3 separate regions of the Sus scrofa genome follow, and regions 2 and 3 are each linked to region 1. Evidence: chromatin contacts called from public Hi-C data. All regions are on one chromosome and are shown on one strand. The core of a region is the stretch at or near the end of the contact, and the rest is flanking DNA. Distances in the headings are between cores, read along the strand shown.

What was found. Hi-C and Micro-C count contacts between places; a contact is called where the count stands out from the background.
Region 2: a Hi-C map of embryonic fibroblasts shows a contact between it and region 1, with 2.5 times the contacts expected there. The contact joins the enhancer-like site here to the promoter of SLC22A5 in region 1. A contact is called at or near these places in 2 of 5 promoter capture datasets (fetal liver and fetal skeletal muscle), 1 of 47 Hi-C or Micro-C datasets (embryonic fibroblasts) and 2 of 2 datasets of contacts at active chromatin or transcription factors (alveolar macrophages and skeletal muscle).
Region 3: a contact with region 1 is called in a Hi-C map of liver, with 5 times the contacts expected there. The contact joins the promoter of SLC22A4 here to the promoter of SLC22A5 in region 1. A contact is called at or near these places in 3 of 47 Hi-C or Micro-C datasets (blood, liver and omental adipose tissue).

The regions. Positions count from the first base shown.
Region 1 is chr2:134,659,032-134,663,121 of Sscrofa11.1, forward strand. SLC22A5 (solute carrier family 22 member 5) reads left to right here and starts at 1,765. Exons shown (of 14, transcript XM_021085423.1): 1 at 1,765-2,318. The coding sequence starts at 1,926. LOC102157444 (a long non-coding RNA gene) reads right to left here and starts at 1,628. Exons shown (of 4, transcript XR_001307200.2): 1 at 1,312-1,628.
Region 2 is chr2:134,541,560-134,545,649 of Sscrofa11.1, forward strand. The region is part of intron 3 of P4HA2 (prolyl 4-hydroxylase subunit alpha-2); the gene reads right to left. Among named protein-coding and RNA genes, the nearest start is that of PDLIM4, 12 kb to the right of the region's middle. Within about 2 kb of position 1,937, at least 36 of the 83 cell types and tissues checked have an H3K27ac peak or open chromatin away from gene starts, as enhancers often do. A contact at or near this core is called in embryonic fibroblasts, where this site is marked.
Region 3 is chr2:134,593,512-134,597,601 of Sscrofa11.1, forward strand. SLC22A4 (solute carrier family 22 member 4) reads left to right here and starts at 2,275. Exons shown (of 10, transcript NM_001145752.1): 1 at 2,275-2,667. The coding sequence starts at 2,275. It overlaps P4HA2 (prolyl 4-hydroxylase subunit alpha-2), which reads right to left and starts at 1,933. Exons shown (of 18, transcript XM_021085438.1): 1 at 1,806-1,933; 2 at 1,246-1,485.

The DNA.
Region 1 (4,090 bases), core at 515-3,014:
AATTGTTTCCAAGGAGTGTTTTTGGATGCCCAACTGGTATTTCTTAAAGTAAGACTTTTTCACCGTGTTTGGTCTGGACACAGGCCAGCATTCTTCTCAAAGTTTTCATTTATTTTGAAATATTAAAACAATTTTGAGAGTCGATACAAGAAAAATGTTTACTTTCAAGAAGCTTGGTTTTCCTTTCCAGTTAGTTCCAGTAAAGGACAATTACTTGAGATAAAATGTTAGAAAGGATTAAGTATATTACTGAAGGCCTAGCCAGGAATCTTCAGGAGGCAGGAATATTGGACAGTAAGTATAAATGAAAGGACTAAGACCTGTGTTAGGAATTTTAGCATAATTTTTTAAAAATCTATCATACTTTATGGAAATGTTTATATTTCCTTGTGTAAAACATGCTGGTAAGCTTAGCTTCCCATTCTCTATTTTCAAAGTGAAAATATTAGTTTACCTAACAGATTACACTTAAAAGTGTACATTTAGAAGACTATTATTATAAAAAGGAGCCACTCTTACTATAAAAAGGAAAATCCTTCAATGTTAAATTTAGCAACCCTAATTCTTAAAGGCCTTGGAACAGTGTTGTCCAATAAGAGAGCTCACAAGCTACATGTGGCCACTAAGCTCTTAAAGTATGGCTAATCTGAATTGAAATGTGCTATAAAATACACAGTGGATTCTTAAGATTTAGTATGAAAATTCTCTAAATATAAGATCGATGGTTTATTAACGTAAGAATATAAAACATTTCAGTAATTTCTAGATTACATGACGAAATAATAATGTTATGAACATATAAATTAACATATTAAAATTAATTTCATTCATTTCTTTTGACTTTATTATGTAGGGCTGCCCTACACAATACATTTGAACTTCGTATGTTCCCTGCATATATTTTATCACTATAAAATAATCCGTTGTTTATCAGAAATTCAAATTTTCACTAGTTGTCTTATACTTTGGTTTACTAAACGCGGCACCTTTACTAATATGACCACTAAAACACTTTATATTCTATGGGACAGTGAAGTTTGAGAATCACCTAGTTGCTTTTTTTCCCCCCATAACCCTTCAACTCTTAACTCTGTGCAGAAATAACTAATCTAAGGGAAACACTTAATCCTAGGCTGGGATCGTCAATAATCCTGAAGTTAAAATTTTACATTGGTTTGAACAGGTTAAAGGACAACAAAAGGGCTTGTTCGCGACCAAAATGGAAAGGGCATTTGGGTTAGTCATTGCTTCCAGTCTCTCCATGCGAGTAATTAACGGTTCCGGTTTCAACATAACCCTTCTCACTCTTACCAAGATGAGCGGTGTCAAAGGCAGTAAACTAGCAGTGCGACCGTGGGCTAGTCCCAGTCCGCCTTCAGACCTCCGTTAAGAGGGGTAGGGGGCGGGCGGAATTTGTACTACTCCAGCCTTCCGCCGCCTGGCCCACTCTGGCTCTTGCCCGGCTCCGGGCTGGGCCAACGAGCTGGGTCTCAGACGCCTCCCAGGCCCCAGGTCTTGCTGCCTCCCTCAGCGGAGCCAAAGCTCCTTCGGCTGTAACTCCGGGCCTACTAGGGTCTGCCCTGACCCGTCCACGCCGGGACCGCGGCTCGGCCCGAGACTGTGCGCGCGGCGGGCGGCCCGGGCCCGCCCACCGTCGTCACGTGTGGCCCCGCCCCGCCGTTGGGCTCGGCGGGATTGGCAGCTTAGGCCCAGAGCCCGCCCCAGCCTCGCTGTCTATGTAAGGCCGGTCTCTCCCGTGAGGCCGCGGTGGCGGCGGGAGCTCAAGAGCCTGCTCAGTCTGCGAGCGGTCCCTCAGGAAGGCTTCCCTGTGGGGACCCGACGCGCACGCGCACACCTAGCCCCGCCCCTGCGCGCCGCCGCGTCTTCTGACCCAGGGCCGCGCGCCACGGGCAGCGGAGGGCGGCATGCGGGACTACGACGAGATGACCGCCTTCCTGGGCGAGTGGGGGCCCTTCCAGCGCCTCATCTTCTTCTTGCTCAGCGCCAGCATCATCCCCAACGGCTTCAACGGCCTGTCTGCCGTTTTCCTCACTGCGACCCCGGAGCACCGCTGCCGAGTGCCAGACACCGCGAACCTGAGCAGCGCTTGGCGCAACCACAGTCTCCCGCTGCGGCTGCAGGACGGCCGCGAGGTGCCTCACAGCTGCCGTCGCTACCGGCTCGAGACGATTGTCAACTTCTCGGCTCTAGGGCTGGAGCCTGGGCGCGACGTGGACCTAGAGCAGGTGGAACAAGAGGGCTGCCTGAATGGGTGGGAGTTCAGCCAGGACATCTACTTGTCCACCATCGTGACTGAGGTGGGTACCAGCCCCGTGCGGGAGCCTGGGACCGGGGAGTAGAGAGGACCTTCGCAGTCTTTAAGGTCGCACACTCCACCCGCCAAGGTGTGCGCTGTCACTCCCTCTCCACAGACTTACTACACACTGGTGATGGGCATCCTCCAGCCAGGTGACTCGGGAGCACTTTGCACGGTCACTTCCAGCCAGATCTTGGCCGTCGCAGCACGGATGTCCGTGCTGGCCACCCATCGTGTTGGCTACCTTGACGAGGAAGCCAAGAAGGCCCTGGCGACTCCTGGTAGATACTCCAAGGTTTTAAGTAGTTAAAGACTTACTCTAGATGGGTGTGGGAATGCTGAAGACCAGAGCTAGAGCTTGGGCCAAGGAGCTGACACCGTTTTTTCCTCCAGCCTCTTAGCATCTGCTCAGAAAGAGAGGAAATACCCACCCCTTTACTTTCTTGAACTTGTAAAGTTAAAGGAAGCATGTCTATAAAACTGTCTCTTGCTCCTTTCTCCAGTTACTCCTTCCCCACCCACCTTCACCCCAAAATGACTGGTCCTTACCCAGGGAACTGTTTACCTTTTGTTCATAGTTAATCATTAGTTTTTTAGAATTCCTGCATCTAAAGATCCATTCAGGGGGACACCTTGACCTGGAATGTTTTGGATATTTTAAGGAAAAGTCATTGGGCTGATTAAGTTAAAGCATAACAACTTTAGTTCATAGAAGCAGAGGGAAAACCTTTCTCATTCCCCAGCTCCTTGGATTTTCCTTTTGGGTGACCTTGTTTATCCCCTGGTGACCTTGCAGTTATTAGAGCTGGATGTATGACCTGAGGTTTATGGATGCATGTAGATAAGCTTTGCATCTTACTCAGACACTGGCCCTCTAACTCCCTGCAGTTTCAGCAGAATTGAGCAAGCAGGTCACTGAAAAGGGTCCTCCTAGATAGGCTCTGGGGTGCCCAAGTTCACTGAGTGCCAGGATCAGGGAGTTGAGGCTTAGGGAAGGCTTCTTGGAGGAGGAGACGTCTCAGTGAGTCTTTGATGTTTAGCTCATCAGACGCAAAGTCTGGAACAGCAAGAAACAACCTGGCAGGAGGGCAGAGTTCACAGGGAGGGGGCTGAAGGGAAGGATGTACATGTCCCTGCTTGAGCCTCAGAGTGGCTTACATGAGTTATGGAAACCCTGTGTGTGTTGCTTCTGGGGGTTGTCACCCTTCAAAGGAGTCTGAGCACTGCCCCCAAGAGACACGCGCGCGCGCCTGTGGGGTGATTTTGTATATTTGACTTTTGCTGTCCCCAGCATCTGTGCCCCCTTACTCCACATATATGTAGTACGAGCATGACAGGAGCCTCACTGGGCTCTCTCAGCGAAGGACATCACTCAAGTGTCTTGAGGCATTGCTACTTGAGAAAAGAGGCACTCATTAGAGCTAGCTGACCATGATTTGTGGCCAAAGAGGGCATGGAGTACTCAAACTTCCCATCGTCAGAGTTACCTGGTGGCCTAGTAGTTAAAGATCCAGCCTTGTCACTGCTGTGATGCCAGTTCAATACCTAGCCTGGGAACTTCTGCATATCCCGAGCATGACCCTTCTGCAAAAAAAAAAAAAAAAATTCCAGTCATCACAAATCCTCCGACCTAGCCTCACAAGCACATCTATCACTGTGTTGGAAGTCAGAGCTGTGAAAGCACAGGCTGTCCCTCAGATTGCAGATAGAAACCACAGAGGGGAAGCCATAATCCATGGCTAAGGGATTTCTGAAAATTCTGCTTCTGGCTGC
Region 2 (4,090 bases), core at 687-3,186, 120 kb before region 1:
CTTGGCTCCCTCAGCCCTGTTGCCTTAGAGCAGACCCAGCTAAAGGAAAGCAGGGGCGGCCCCCAGAAAAACACAAAACAGGGAGCGAGTTGATTACCCTAGAGAACACACCAGCACCCTCTGGGGTTTCAGACTGACATGGACTCTTAATCACAGGGTCTGGTTTCCTCGGTCTCGGGGCTCCACCTTCCACTCTAAAGTAACCATCCAGTTAATGACAGTCTAGGCACTAACTCGCTAACACCACCACCCTTCCCCTCCCTCTTCTATTTTCAAATAAATGCACTTCTGCTATCGTGATGTCTGTTTCTAAGGCACCTTATATATTTGCTGGAGTGAGACTAGTGTCAGTTAATCCACACTTGAGTAACCCTACCCCAGTCAAATTGTGCAAATTCTGTCCTGGGGCTCCACATCACAGACATTGTAGATTTGCATATTCATTACTGCTTACCATTAGATGGAAATAAAGTGAATTAAAAACGGGTATTCATGGAGTTCCCTGATGGCCTAGTGGATTAAGGATCTGGTGTTGTCACTGCTGTGGCTCAGGTTGCTGCTGTGGTGCAGGTTCCATCCCTGGACGGGGAACTTCTGCATGCCCAGGGTGTGCCGCCCCCCCCCAAAAATTTTATTCTTTGCTAATTTGAACAAAATTGCCTTATGATTTAGTACATCTACCGCCCCATAACCACAGGAGTCTGAGTTCCACATGTGGATGAGGCCTCAAGGATCTCCACCGCTCCTGAAGGCTCTCTCCTGCCTTCAACGGTCCTGCCTGTATCAGCTCTGGTTATGGCTCTGACTCTACCCCAGTCCCTCGAGTCGACGCCATCATCTGAACTTGCTGGTGAGCCCAGTCCTCTGCCCTGAGGGACACAGCCCAGGACTCTGACCCACCACCAGGACACCAGGGTGCCCATTCCTCTGGAGGCCCTGACTACCCCACACCACATCAAACATCCTCCAGTACACCTGCATCACACATAAGCACATTTTATACCGACCCAGTAAGAATATGGCCGAGAGGCAGTGAACTAGTTTCCATGACAAAGTTACATATGCTAGTGTTTAGTGTGTGTGTACATAGTTTCTGTGGTTTTCTACATTTTGTTCCTGTCTCTGACATTCGCTTAAACCTTTGAGAAGCTTGATGACCCCTGTGCCTCTAGTGCTCAAAGACAGAATGACTTGGCCAGGGGCTTCGGTGGGAGCATCCTTACCCACGTGACACACAGGCCCACGTGCACTCGCACATGTGCACACAGGGATATGCATGCACAAGCTTGTGGGACCTGGCTTCTCATGTGAGGAGGAGGAGGTTCTGTGCTCTGTTCTCTGGTTCTTCCCTTAACCTTGACTCTGTCTCACAACGTGATGTTAACTTTTAACCAGAATCTGACTTTATCCCTGACCATGAACCAGCCAGCTGAGGCTTGGAATCAGAAAGATGTCCACCTCCATCATCTGCAGGAATCACACCCCCAAGGGGAGCAAGGATGGCTTGGGAAGAGCATCTCCCTGGCTGAAGAGGGAGTGATCCATGTGGTAAAGGTGGAGAGATGGCTTTCCTACAGGGTCTGAGCCATCGGACACTATCGTGTGTCTCTAGTCTTGAAGGTGAGCTTTACTCTCTCACCCCAAAAGCCACTCAACATCTCTAGGCCAGGCTGACCCAAAGCCCTCATCAAGTCCTTGGATTTCCTCTTCATTCCACCCCAGTAGCCATCTATGTCTCTGGGCCAAGGCTCATGGCGTCTCAAAATTTTGTGGGCAAATTCTGCTGTTCTGGTCCTGCCCAGAGAGTTGTAGCTGCAAAAATAAGGATGGCCAGCAGAGGGCGCATGGAGCCCACCGTGGGCCACTCTGTTTAAGGAGCAATACCAGCTTTGCTCAAAATACTCCTCAGCCCTACCCCTCCAATCTGCCAAGGTTTAGCTGGGACCTTTGCCTAGAGCTGTGTAAACACAGCAACTGGGCAGATGGAGATGTTTTCCAGGCCCTAAGGGAATGACTCCAGTACTGGGACCTCTAGTGGTAGGAAAGGCAGGGAGTTTGTTAGGAGGATCCCAAACCCTTTACTCAGCGGTGGGTGACCAGGGCCCTCTAAAGCCAGTTACCTTTTTGTTTTTGTTTTTGTTTTCCTTTTTAGGGCCTCACTCCCGGCACATGGAAGTTCCTAGACCAGGGATCGGATTGGAGCTACAGTGTCTGGCCACAGCCACAGCAACACGGGATCCTAGCTACTACATCTGCTACCTACACCACAATTCACAGCAACAGATCCTTAACCCACTAAGAGAGGCCCTGGATCGAACTCACCTCCTCATGGGTACTAGTGGAGTTCATTATCACTGAACCACAACAGGAACTGCCAACAGCCAGTTAAACTTATTGTAGCTTTGGAAGAGCCTCAGGCCATAGGAGCCATCAGACCTGAAGAAAAACTAAGGGCTAGTAGTGCAGTGAATTTGTATAAGGAGATGAGGGTGGGAGTTCTGGTCGCGGCTCAGCAGAAACGAATCTGACTAGCATCCCTAAGGATACAGGTTTGATCCCTGGCCTTGCTCAGTGGGCTAAGGAGCCAGCATTGCCGTGAGCTGTGGTGTAGATTGCAGATGCAGCTTGGATCCTGTGTTGCTGTGGCTGTGGCTGTAGGCAGCTGCTGCAGCTCTGATTTGACCAGTCTGGGAACCCCCGTATGCTGTGGGTGTAGCCCTAAAAAGACAAAAAAAAAAAAAAAAACAATGAGAAGAAGAAGATGGGGGAGGCCACTGACAGGACTCTGAATATACCTAGAATATCATGGCTTCAGTTGAGATGAGCCCTTTGAGGAGAGGAACAAGAGGAGAGGGATTGCGCAGTCCTCACCCACATGCCTGTGATGTTCTGAGCTGCTTCTGTAACAGGGCGGCTAATGGATGCAGCACTTTCCTTGTACCAAGCGTAGCCTAACACTTGGCAAATGACATCCATGTTGGACAGCCTCTGCTTGCTCCTTCAGATCCCTGTCTCTCTCCCTTCCCCGGCTCTGTGCCCCTGTGCTGACCTGTATGGATGCCACCAACAGGTGCTCCTGCTCCATCTTTTTTTTTTTTTTGCTTTTTGGGGTCGTATCCACAGCATATGGAAGTTCCCAGGCTAGGGCTCAAATCAGAGCTACAACTGCCAGCCTACACCACAGCAACAGCCATGTGGGATCTGAGCCGAGCCTGCGCCTACACCACAGCTCACAGCAATACTGGATTCCTGATCCACTGAGATGCCAGGGATCAAACCCACATCCCAGTTAGACTCGTTTCCACTGCACCACAACACAAACTGCCCCAGCTCTGTGACTTTTGATTGGGTTCAACCAATGGGGAGTTCCAGGAAAAGATGGACCAGAGGGAGGAAATGGACTTAGGGGAAGTTGCCTGCAATCTACACCCCAGAGCCTGGCTCAGGGACCTACGTAGCCTCAGGACAGTCTTTGAGCTGCCCTGGCCAAACTGAGGGGCAGCCAGGCCCACCTGCTCTAAATAGGCTTTCATGTTAGGTCACTCAGCCAAAGGCCTCAGAAGCCTTCTGCACCTTCCCTTACTCATGTGCAGTCAGTCAATAAAGATTTGCCGACGCCCACTCTATGCCTAGTCCTAGGACACAGAGATGAGACTAACAAAAGCCCTGCTCTGCAGACTCTAAGGGGTTTTTTGGCCAGGGGAGGGCGGGGCCAGGTATGCAGATGAGGAAAGTGACCGTGGTTCCCAGGGCTGAGGGAACCTACAGAAGGGGCATCTCCTCTGCTGAGGGACCAGGCGAGGGTGTGGGGTTTGGGCCTCCCCAAGTCATGAGCCAGGGGGACAGTGGGAACTCTGGCAGACAGAAGCAAAGGCTGGGGTAGAGGGATGGCTGATTTCCATGGAAGCCTGTGGTAACCAGACAGGACTTCGTTCCACCCACTGGAAAGCCAGTATCTCCTGCTGGAACTTCACAGACTCCTATTAGCAGAGGTGGAATGACTGTAGCCAGTGCCAGTTTAAACGTTTCTTTAAAAACTTCTTATTAAGGTATAACTAACATGCAGAAAACTATACATATCTTAATATGT
Region 3 (4,090 bases), core at 1,025-3,524, 65 kb before region 1:
AAGGTATGGATTTACATATATTCATGGACTAAGACAAATGGTTTAGTTTAGAGTGGTACCTGTTGGCTCTCACATACATGCAGCCTGGAAGTGCAACAGAGTTGACCAATGAAGCCAGAACTAGTAAACAAATGCCTCTTCATTCTATACGGCTCCTCAGAAGGTCCCAGCAAGATCAAATCCCAATTACACCCAATTACGCTCGGTTAATTAAGGCTGGGAAAAAGCTGAGGCAAGTGAAATGAGTGAGGTACTTGCCTCAGGTGCAAAATTTAAGGAGGTGCTAAGAAATTCAATCACCAAGATCAATAATATTTTAACATAGGACTTAAAAAATCAAAACCAATATAAAAATCCATGATGAACAGAATATCAAAATTTGAAGTAAAGATACCATTAGGTATTACTAATTTTCTCCTTTGGCCTCAGACTCCAACGTCTTAGCACAGCAGTGTCACTGACCCTGGAAACTACCAATGACCACCTTAATTACAGCCTTGTGTTGGCCTTACCTCCTCCCCTGTTCACTCTCCCTAGTACTTCACTCCTTTCCTTGGGCTCACTCAAAATTAAATGATCTCCATAAAAATTCTTATCTCAGGCTTTGATTTTTTACTGGGGGAAAGGGGGAAGGAAGAAATCCAAGCTAAGTAAGACAATGACATGAAACACTGTTCAAAGAAGGATACTTCTGAAAGTAAAGGGAAGCACTATTAATAATTCCACCGCACTAATAGGCATATCAGAGCTGTCCTGGCACATCTGGGCATATGGTCTTATTATATGTAAAGAAACTGAGTTCCAAGGGGGTGGGAAGCCAGCCTAAAACTGGAGACTACAAAAAATGAGGCAGAAAAAGTCTCCTGCCTCTTAACCAGGGCCGGGAGAAGCAAACACTTGTGCAAAATCTCCAAAGAGGTAGGCCCTTCAGTCCATCAATTCCTTCTGCCTCAGGAACCCCAGGATTCCCAGTGCAGGCCCAGGCTAATTCACCCAAAAGCAGAGGGGCCTTAGGCCTGGACACTAGCAGGCTGGTCCCTGTTCTGGTTGCCCTGCCAGAGTTGGGCAGCAAAGTGAACCTTCTCCTCTTTCCTTCCTCCCTCCCTCTGCTCCTGGACTGGGGGTGTTCCCTTTGGCAAACCAGAGGCCATCCAGTCCAAAAAGACTCTAGCAGCCAGCCCCAATGAAAAGCCCTACGGGATCAAAATCAGAGCCCAGGAGTGGTAACAGATGGGCCTCCATTACCGTGCTCTCACAAGGGGCCAAGCTCCCTGTAGAATCTTCTCCAGAGGCCTCAACAGGATTCTGGGGCAACCTGGTCGTCCCTGCGCCCAGCTCCTCTTGGTCACAGCTTATCACTGACGCAGTGTGGCCTTGTTCATCCCTTCTGGGCTCTGAGCCTGTTCCCCCTTTCCAAGGTGAGGCTCCTGGCTGTCCTCGGGACTCTTCTTCAGGCGCCGCCAGCAGGTGACTGAATCTCCAGACCTAGGATGGGGGTGGGGGTGGAAACAGCTCCTCGTGGGTCCTCTGGTGCCGGCCACTTGCGCGGCGGTGGGTCAAAGGAGGGGGCGTGCTCCTGTCACCCTTGCGCCCGCAGAACTTTCCCGGGAGCCCGGATCCCACGGACTCGCCCGTCTGCACCCCGCCCGAGGCCCACTGACCTCAGACTCCGGGTTGAAGACCTCCTACCCCCGGCCGAGGCCTCACGCAAAGCCGACAGAGAAGGCCGAGGCCGTTCCTCTCAAAGACCTTGCTCTCCGGCCTCGGCTCTTGGCCCTCGCCTGCTCTCCCCTGTAAGACCCAACCTGGCGGCCGAAGGCGGCGCGCTCAGCATTGAGGGTGCACAAGCGGCGCTGGGGGCTCAGGAGCCGGACCCCCTCTCCGATAGCTGGCGGCGGGGCTGACCTTCCACCCTCAGTGGGATGTACCGCGGGGTCGCCGGGGGCGGGGGTTGGAGCATGGGCGTGGCCACCCAAAGCCCCACCCCATCCCGCCCCACCGCCCCGCCCTGCCCCGCCCCGGCCGGGGTGGGGGTGTGGTCCTGAGTTTCTGCAAGGCTTCAGCTTTGCGTCCAGCTCCAGGGAGTCTTCTAACGCCGGCTCCCCGTTTCCCGGGATCTGTCCCGGCCCCGCGCCCCACTTTCCCTCAGCGTGCCTGGCCCGCGAGAACATTCTGACGCCCTCGGGGAACGCCCTCGACCGACCGCGCAACACTGTCCGAGCAACGCTCTTTATTACCCCTTATTGCCACCTGCAGAGCAGCGGCAGAAAGAGCATGCGGGACTACGACGAGGTGACCGCCTTCCTGGGCAAGTGGGGGCCCTTCCAGCGCCTCATCTTCTTCTTGCTCAGCGCCAGCATCATCCCCAACGGCTTCAACGGGATGTCAGTCGTGTTCCTGGCGGGGACCCCGGAGCACCACTGCCGAGTGCCAGACACCGCGAACCTGAGCAGCGCTTGGCGCAACCACAGTCTCCCGCTGCGGCTGCAGGACGGCCGCGAGGTGCCTCACAGCTGCCGTCGCTACCGGCTCGAGACGATTGTCAACTTGTCGGCGCTCGGGCTGGAGCCGGGGCGCGACGTGGACCTGGAGCAGCTGGAGCAGGAGGACTGCCTGGATGGCTGGGAGTTCAGCCAGGACGTCTATTTGTCCACCATCGTGACCGAGGTGGGTGTGCGAGCGACCCTTCATCTGCATCCAACCCCCTGCAGACACCTTAGCAGTTCCTGGGTCAGCGTCTCCAACTCCTCATTAAACCTGGCTAACAGTCACCTGGGTTATACTTCTAAAACAGGTGTGAAACCCCGGATAGTAGAACTCAGACTCATTCCTGATCAGTATGTCTAGTACAGAGGGGAAGGGGAAAGGAGGCAGCTGTCAACTGCCTTTTCCTTTGGCAGTTTCACCAAAGACCAAGTTGTTTCCCAAGAACCTAGATACTGCCAGGCCTAGGCTCCCCAGATGTACAGTCTGAATCAAGTTCCTGCCACAAACATAAGAAGGGATGTGGGGGAGGCTGCTGAGCCCATGTGCAGACACAAGAGCCTTGCTGCTGGGCAGAGCATGGGCAGATCTGGTGTGTTCCCTGGCTGTAGACCTCTGAAAGCATCTGGGGGCCTCCTGCTCTGTCATACAGCTATGGTGAGGCTTGGGTCCTATCCTGAGGCTCCAGTGTCTCTGAAAAGGAGCAGAAGGCCTCTTGATACTGGGGGAGTACAGGGAACTAGAAGAGGCACAACCCTAGCCCCAGGGCACTCATGAAGAGTGATTCACAGAGACCCTAAGAGCATAGGGCCCAGTGGTGGTCAGGAATTCCAGCTATGCTTTTAGCCCCTTAACATCCTAGGTGGTTTGGTGGCAGGATTTCTAAGTTTCAGGAGCCAGTGCACCTCTAGATCCCCCCAGCATTGGCACCATGCCTACCATGGGCCCTGAGGTGGCCTGCTTCTATGGCTTTGATCATCATGCTTGCCCACCCTCTGCCCACAGCCTTGTCCTGGGATGTCTAAAACGATGTGCCAGCTCAACCTACCTCAGTTCCCGGAAGTGTCCTCAGCATCTGAATTGGAGCTGGCCCTACTGGCTGCAGCCCTCCTTGACAGCAGCATTGGCCAGTCTCTTTCCCCTTCCTCACTGGTTTTATTCACCTCAGGGTGTGAGGGGTGAGCAGCTCCTAGCTTACAGATCCATAGCTCTCCTGTTATGCCCTGCTCACAGGGGCCTGCGGACACCTCTGGGCGTGCACATCATCACACACTCACACATATGTGGTTTTCAGCGGCCTTTCCCTTCCTTGTTTCATTTTTGGGTGTTGGGAGCAAAATAAAAGGCAAAGGGGCAGTGATGTTTGGGAGGAAGGAGAGAAGTATGAAAGTGAGTAGGGTGGGTGATCACCTCAGAGAAGTGGTGGCACAAGGAGGTGTTCTGGAGTCAGAGGGGTGGGCCAGTTCTGACCCCACCCCTAAGCACTGGCTGACTTGAGCAGGTTACATCACTGCTCAAAGCCTCAGCTTCCTTGTTTATCAAAGAGAATACAAGCAAATGAGAAGATGCTCAGCATCACTCATCATTATGGAATGTAAATCAAAAC